Regions from separate parts of the Mus musculus genome. Here region 1 is linked to region 2. Evidence: chromatin contacts called from public promoter capture Hi-C data. All regions are on one chromosome and are shown on one strand. Each heading gives the region's core, a stretch centred on a gene start, on an enhancer-like site or on the middle of the called end of the contact. The rest is flanking DNA. Distances are from core to core; before and after follow the strand shown. Region 1 holds the start of Cnot1 (CCR4-NOT transcription complex, subunit 1). Region 2 holds the start of Cyld (CYLD lysine 63 deubiquitinase).

Region 1 (4,003 bases), core at 1,111-3,610, 7.1 Mb after region 2:
TGTCACTTAGTGATCTGAGACAGGACTCTGAACTTGAGGCTACCCTAACTACAAGCCAACCCAACCATAATCCCACTTCCACAGAACCCAACTCCCTCTGCTGAACTCTTCAACACACGGTACTCATACATATGAACAACACACACACAAATAATAAAATAAAGTCACCAAGAATATAAAGCCAACTTCTAAGACTATAATTGTTAAGGGCCTCAAGATGGCTCAAAAGGTAAGAGCATTTGTCACACAAGCATGAGGACCTGAGATCCATCCTTTACATTTCACTAAGCGTCAAAATACTGACTCCTCATATTCTTAGACCTCTCCTCGCATGAGCTATGGCACAAGAATGCTAAACTCACTCACTCGTGTGTGTGTGTGTGTGTGTGTGTGTGTGTGTGTGTTATTCAACAAATTTTAATCTTGGGTTTAAAAAAATACTTTCAGGTATTAGTGACTAGGATCCTCCCCACTCAGCCTTTGTTTTTTCCCACTGTTTTTGTTGCTGAGACAAGGCTTTCACATGTAGCCCAGGCTGTAAAGAAATCACAATGAGCTTCATGCCCCATTCTGTACTGCTGGGATTACAAGCAGCCAGTGTCACCACACCCGGCTAAAGGTCAGATTTGTGTGTGTGTATGTGTGTGCCTCGATTCTAGACTTGCTTCCACTAAACAAACAGCCAGGACCAGGTGAAAAAGAACCAAATTCCCAAGTCAGACCCTCTGCCTGCAAAAAGAACCTTTACTAACATCCTGCCTGCCATTCAGGCCAAGGCCCTGCTTGCTATCATCAGGTCTTCCTGCCATGGGACAACCATCTGTAATGTCCTCACACAGCACTGAAAACAGGTCCCATTTCTACCTCCACCATTTTCACACATGTATACTACTTTTCCAAAGAGAGGTCAGGAGGGAAATGCTGGTATTTTCTCTAATAAGCAGTACACCCACTCAATTATTGGCTGATTGTTGTTGGGTTCCCCCCCCTCTCCATTGTAATCACAAGGGACCGAACTGCAACAAAACCGGAAAACTCAAGTACTGTTACTCGGTTTTGAATAGAGAGGAAAAAGAAGTATATAGGCCCCAAAGAAACTCGACATCTGGGGCTAGAGCTCACTGATACAAGGCCTGCCTGGATTAAATGTCCACGGAAGGTGGGACTGTAATATTTGTCGAGGTGACTTCTGGGGAACGTTTACCTCTCATGAAGCTTAATTTTCCATACAACACTTTGAAAAGCACTTCTTTTCAAAACCTACAAAGCACTCCTCCTGCAAGTAATGTCTGTGAGCACAGGTGGGTGAGCTCCCTCCCGGACCTGGTGGCATGGCCAAATGTGTTTGCTTATTAGCCTTAGGCTTAACCTAAGATCTCTCCAAGATCTGCACCAAATCAAGACCCACAAGCATTCTGCTCACTGGTGGGCATCTGCCGGTAGTTGCCGGTTGGAGGGTTGGGGGCGTTGGGACAGGCAGAACCAACACTACCAACCGCACAGGGACCTAGGTGACTTAAGTTGGGGGGCTATCGACTTGTTAGAAAGTGCGAGCGCCGGGGCGCGCGAGTGGAACAAAAAACCTGTAGCGAGAAGGGTAACACGGAAGTGCTCACTCCCGCCCGCCCGCCCCTCCCACCGCCAAGCAGCCAAAAGCGAGGGGCTTGACAACGTGCTGGGGGGCGCAGGAGGGGAGGGAGTCCCCGGAAAGCGCTACGAATCGGCAGCAACTCCAAACCCGCCCCCTGGCCCGCCCGCCCAGCGAGGAACCTAGGTAGGCCGCGGGCGCCCGCGCCCATAGCCCCCCATCCGGGAGCCCGGGAGGAAAGGGACAGTTGAGGAGCTCGTGCGCTCCGAGGAGGCTGCAGCCCTGCGCGCGCGGCGAGCCGAGGCCCTGGGATCCGAACTGCCACCTCCGCCGCCGCCATCCTCGAAGCCTCCAGGCAAGGCCTCCAGGCCGAGCCGCTCCGGAGCTGCTCACCCGCGCCCGGGCGCTCCGAATCCAGGAACGTGAGCCCCCGGTCTCCCTTCTCCAAGAGAGCAAAGCCGCCGCGAGCGGGCCGAGTCCGTCCCCTCCCGCCTTGGCTCCACGTCTCCGGCTCGCCTGCCCGAGTCCCGACGCCCCGGGAAAAGGCTTCCAGGGTCCCCAGTCCACCCCACCCCCGGTACCGCTCCCACCCGGACCCGCGTCCCGAGCTTGACACTCCCAGCCTCCGCCACCTCCAACCGCAGCCCCAGCCCGCCTCACCTCAGTCGGCTCCCGCAGCGCTGGACACAGGAAACTCCTGGGTCCTCGACTCCGGCTCTCCTCGACCCCCCTCTTCGGTTAACTCCGCTTGTTTTCTCGACAAAATGGCGCCCGAGGTCGCGCGCTCACGTCGCGGCCTTTCCCCTCCCAGTTCCCATTTCACCATTCGCTGCCCGCTTTGGCGGAGGGATGGCCCTAGCGCCCAGCCAATGGCCGCGCGCTGACCGCAACGGCGGTCCAATCGCCGATGGGTACCCGCGGATTTAAACCAATCACACACTAATCACTCGCAGAAGTCGAGGAAGAAACCAGGCTCCTGCTAGCAACCACCAATCCAGACTCCTAGTTTGCGGGGCTCAGGCCAATTGCCGCTCATCAGCCCTGGGACTGGGTCCGAGTCTGGGCGCCTGCGCACCCGGGTGTAAGCCAATGGTTAGACGTTGGGAACTTCGATTTGGGACTCGAAGACATAAGCCTTCGAGGTGTTCGACCTATGGGGACTGGCTGGTCATTGCCTCCGGGAAACAAAAAAATACGGAAGGGAGCTCGTTAATGCATTGCCACCCTGCGCACAAACTACTCTAACTTAGAGACAGGGTGATGCTCGTCTACTTTCCTTCGTCTTTCGAAATGTCACGGTCCGAGAGGCTGTGCGGGTTCCCAGCGGAAGCATTGTCCACCCCTCGGATCTCTTTAGCAAGGAGCACCAGTCATCAGAAGGCGTCAGACGCGGGGCAAAGTTGAGGTCCTTTGCATCCTGGGTTATGTAGTCGCACGCCCCGCCTATTCCTGTCGCAAAAGTAACGTGGTCTCTTCCATCACTGTCTGCGCCCTAGAGCAGCAATGCATGCTGGAGAATGTAGTCTCCCAGATGCCCACCTAATCCTGGCTCTTTTAAAGTTTGTTTTCCATTTGTCTTTTGAAGCAGGGACGCTTTGCAGAGATATAGAAACAGAAGTTCTCCTCCTGCTCTTGGCTATTCTCAAGGATGCCAATGCCTTTTGCTTCTTGGATAAAAGGCTACGTTATCCACTGTGTCCTCCTATCTTTTAGACTTTTTGTTTGAGTTTTGAAACAAGGTCTCTTTCAGTTAACCCAACTGTAGTCCAGGCTGGCCTGAAACATACTAAGAAGCATAAATTGACCTTGAGCTCCTTGCAATCTTCCAAAATACTGAGATGATAATAGACGTAACCTCTCATACCAGTACTATTTGAACTTTAAAGAGATGTGTTAAAGACTTTTATTACTTATTTTACGTGTACAGGCGTTTGCTTGCATGTAAATCTATGCACCATGCATGTACAATGTCCTCAGAGGTCAGAAGAGGATGCCCGTCCCTCTGGAAGTGAACGGTTGTGAGCCACTGGGTGGGTCCTCTGGAAAAGCAGCCAGCTCTTGTAATCTCTGTGCCATCTTTCCAACCCCTAGATGAAAAAAAAAAAGTGTCTGAGTGCTTGCCTATATATATGTTCACCTAGAGAGTGTGGACCTGGTACCCAGGAAGGCATTGGATGCCCCGGGACTGAGATGAGAGTCTCAGCAGTAAAGTTGTAAGCTGCTCTATGAGTGCTGGAAACCCACCCCTGCACCTCTGCAAAAACAGCTCCTCTCCAGCCCCCATCTTGAACTTTTTTTATCAATGTTTTATTTGTGCAATTTAGCAATATGGGGGTTGTTTCGTTTTGTGGGTTTTGTTTTCTTTTGTTGTTAAAGAAGAAGAGAGACAAAGATGAACTGAGACTGTTCTGGAGA
Region 2 (3,677 bases), core at 788-3,287:
GCGAAGAAACAGCTGTGTAACTGAGGGAAACTATTTTCCCTCTCTGGACCTTAATCTCCCTTCCATAAAACAAGACACCGGAAAGATGAAGAACTGCAAATAGTATCTAGTATGACAATAACATCATTTTTGTGTGTCAGACCATGGCGGCTATTTTATCTCTTGAGCCTGAACGCACAGCTTCAGCATCGTTCTAGGCAGCTCAGTTCTAGGCAGCCAGTACCGACTGACCTGGAATGGCGACTAAGAAGAGCCTGCAAGTAAGGTTTGGATGAGCTGGTGATCTTGGATGAAGTCAGGCCCTTATCCTGATTCAGTGAGCATGTGTCAGCGGGGGTGGGGGTGGGGATAAGTGAGGTACATGGTTACTGATAGTGCAGTGGCAAACCCTACTGAAGCAGAGCATTCAACTATACAAGATGTCACTATCAGAAAGGACATAAAGATGCTTCAGCCAGGAGCGGCAAATCACATCTCCAGGAGCCTAAGGACAATGAGCATGAGAGAAAGGATCTGAGGAGAGAAAACAGAGTGGGGGAAGGACTCTGACAATCTGGAGAAAATAAGTCTGCTTGACCCACTAAAAGATTCCCAAGTCTACTTCCTCAACTCTGTCCTCTTCCTTGTTGGATGGGGCCAAGCAAAATGTTCTCCCACACAGCCAGATTGGATCTCTGAATCATGCCAGTGTCATGGGAGAATCCAGATCTATAGGGGAATGTTGTTGTCTAAGGCCACTGTGTGTCACTATTGATTTATATCATGTGGCTAGAGCTTGGGAAATTGGGAACAGGATATATGTATACCAGTGAAAGACAGGAAAGAGTTGAGGCTTCAGTTTTCAGAAGATACCAATTTCATCATGGTTGATTTCAGCAGGGAGAGGAGTTGTGAGTTAATACTGTTAGCAATCACCCATGTGTCTGTCTGCTTCTGTGTTAGTGGTTTTCATTGTTTGGATTTTCAGAAACATGGTAGTCTTCACTGGGGAAATTTGTGTCATGATTAAACACACACACACACACACACACACACACACACACACACACACACACACACACCCCTCCTTCTCAGTATTAATCACCTTCTCCCATAATTAGTAGTTAAAATGTCAAAGGAGAAGGAATTAATTAAGAGAACTATCCAGTGAAGCAAGTCATGTGCTGCCAGGCTCTGGGGCTGATTATAAAAAGAGTTTCTTTAAATATTTTGAACACTTTTGGGAGTCAGAATCCTTCCGTCTAATTGAAAGATCCTTCATTATACCCTTAATTCTGGCTGGTGGCCAGGGATGCAGTCCCGGGTAAGGTAGAGGGTGGAAAGCCTTTCTTTATCCTTAGGAGACTCTCTCCACCCTTGGAGAGGATGGCCACAGAAGTTTAAAAAAACAGCAGGTGTCCCAGACGCCATCTGAGGACAGAAAGAGCTTCAGTTTGTACAGAGTCTACTGTTAGGAGATACTATATAGCATTTCACAATAATCCGGTAAAACAGGTGGTACTAACACCTCCGTTCTACAGACGAGGAAATTGAGGCTTAGGATGGTTGGGAGTTCCCCGTGTTACATGTTGACAAACTGAGAAAGAAAACATTGACTCTAGGTGTAATTCTAAGCTTTGTTCTTTCAATGGAATTCTGAAAATTATTCTCAGTTCTTCTCTGGATCGCTTCCCACCCTAGTTTTGACAGCTAAGCCAAGAGACAAGACCCGCGCAAGGAGGGTGGAGCTAAGAGCACAGCGCCCCGCCCAGGCGTGGTTTCAGCCAATGGTGACATGACACTGGCGGCCTTTCGCCCAATCAGCCATCGCTCCTCGCCCCCACCCTTTCTCCTCTGCCCCGCCCCTTCGCTTTCCCTTTGCCTCCACCGAGCTTGACCGAGCGGAAAGTCCCTTCAGCCAGCACCCTGCCAGCAGCCATTGGAGGAAGGTCTGTTACAAGAAAACCCAATCAGAGCGCACGCAGGGTCGGATCTCTGAATACGATTGGCTAGCGCGGCATCTACCCTCTCCGCCTCCGCTCCTCCCTCCCCGCGGGCAGTTCGGAGGCGGGGCAGGTGGGGGCGGGCCCAGGTAGCAGGTTCGGCTGCGCGGGGGCCCGCGCGCCTGAGGTAAATACTGGGGTGGTGGGTGTGGGGCGCCCGGCCGGCCCGGGACGCTGGTTCTGAAGCCCGGGGCTGCGGCGCTGAGCGGCGGCCGAGGCGGGTGAGTGTGCGCGGCCGCGCGGCTGACGCTAGGTCCCCAGTGTTCCTGCTCTGCCTCAGGCGCCCTGAAGCGCGGAGGCGACCGTCGGGCCTCAGCGCCCGCCCGTTAGCTGCCCCGGGCCGACGAGCTTCTGACGTCAACCGCGGTTGTCACCTCCAGCCTGCCCGAGGGCTCCCGACTCGCGGGACTCCTGCACCACAGGGCTTGGGTAGGAGCAGTGCAGGACTCCGTCTTTCTCTCTGGCCCGCCGTCGTGGACAGATGGGGAAACTGAGGCCGGGACCCTGCCTGGCTCCCAACGGCTGCAGGAGGCAGGGAGAATCTCGGGTTATGGTACCTCACGTCTGTGCTGTTTTGTGGGGTGTTGGTGGCTCCGCTCCCGGAAGAGCAGTCTGGCCTCGCTAATGGCGTGTTCTGCTTTTTCTTTCAGTTTCTCTGGTCTGGAGGGAGGGGGGAGGAGAGAGGATGGTTTTGCACAGTTGTGTAGTTGGAAGGTGCATCCTGTTGAGACAGGTACCTTGTTTTTCCTTTTATTATTATGGTCAGCCTTGGAGGAGACCGCCAAGTCGCGAATGATCATGGTCTGGAACTGAGTTCATCTGGGTCAGCTGCCAGGTTATTCATGTCCTTGGCATCTTTTTCTATTCCACCCCTTGGCATTTGCATGTTTTAGGGGTTTGTCATCCTCTAGCCACCAAGCCTTGCAATCTCCCAACCCCCACTATCCCCGCCACCTTCCTCTTTTTGATTTTCCCTGGAAAGTTGTCTCCTTAGAGGAGCATTCATTCATACCTTGCTGTGGTGTGTGTGTGTGTGTGTGTGTGTGTGTCTGTGTGTGTCTGTGTTGGGGCTAATCAGGGATTCCTAATAAGATTGCTCATTTTTGTAATCATTGGCTCCAGAGAAGAATGCAGGCATCAAGAGGGCGTGCATTCAAACATCAGTCTCTTGCACACCCCCTCATACCTCAAGTAGGTTGAATGGCCCCAAGAATTTAGCCTGCTGCTCCCCGCTGGGTAGTGGGTGGATTTGCACTAGAACAGTATTGAAGGAAAGTGATTTGCTGGAAATTCTTAGTGAAGTTCATGTAATTTGAATGTTGACAGTACCCAGAACATTCTCTAATGTTCTGCTGCAAAATTTTAAGGTATTCTTTAAAAAAAAAAAAAAAAGCCTTGTTTGGACTGGAAACTTTTGAGATGAGCTGATAAGACCAGGAACTTGTTATGTAAAAATGACATATTAAACAGAAGATACCTAAACTGTGGTTAAGTGATTTAAGGAAGTCTTTAATACATGAAGAAAGAGCAGTAATTATCCTGCCCATCAATCTATACTTAGTGTTTTGCTCCTGGTGTTTATACTGTCATCTTACATTTTTAGTTTCAAATGAAGCTCCAAACAACCTGGTTTCATAATTGTGACATTTCACCTTACTTGTTTCTACTTATATGGATAGTAGCATAGTATAAAAT

Evidence for each region. Promoter capture Hi-C pulls out the DNA fragments that hold promoters and counts their contacts.
Region 1: a contact with region 2 is called in a promoter capture Hi-C map of pre-B cells. The contact joins the promoter of Cnot1 here to the promoter of Cyld in region 2. A contact is called at or near these places in 1 of 39 promoter capture datasets (pre-B cells) and 1 of 484 Hi-C or Micro-C datasets (B cells).

The regions. Positions count from the first base shown.
Region 1 is chr8:95,805,085-95,809,087 of GRCm38.p6, forward strand. Cnot1 (CCR4-NOT transcription complex, subunit 1) reads right to left here and starts at 2,361. Exons shown (of 49, transcript NM_001372353.1): 1 at 2,249-2,361. It overlaps 4930513N10Rik (RIKEN cDNA 4930513N10 gene), which reads left to right and starts at 1,746. Exons shown (of 4, transcript NR_015574.3): 1 at 1,746-4,003.
Region 2 is chr8:88,694,991-88,698,667 of GRCm38.p6, forward strand. Cyld (CYLD lysine 63 deubiquitinase) reads left to right here and starts at 2,038. Exons shown (of 17, transcript NM_173369.3): 1 at 2,038-2,109.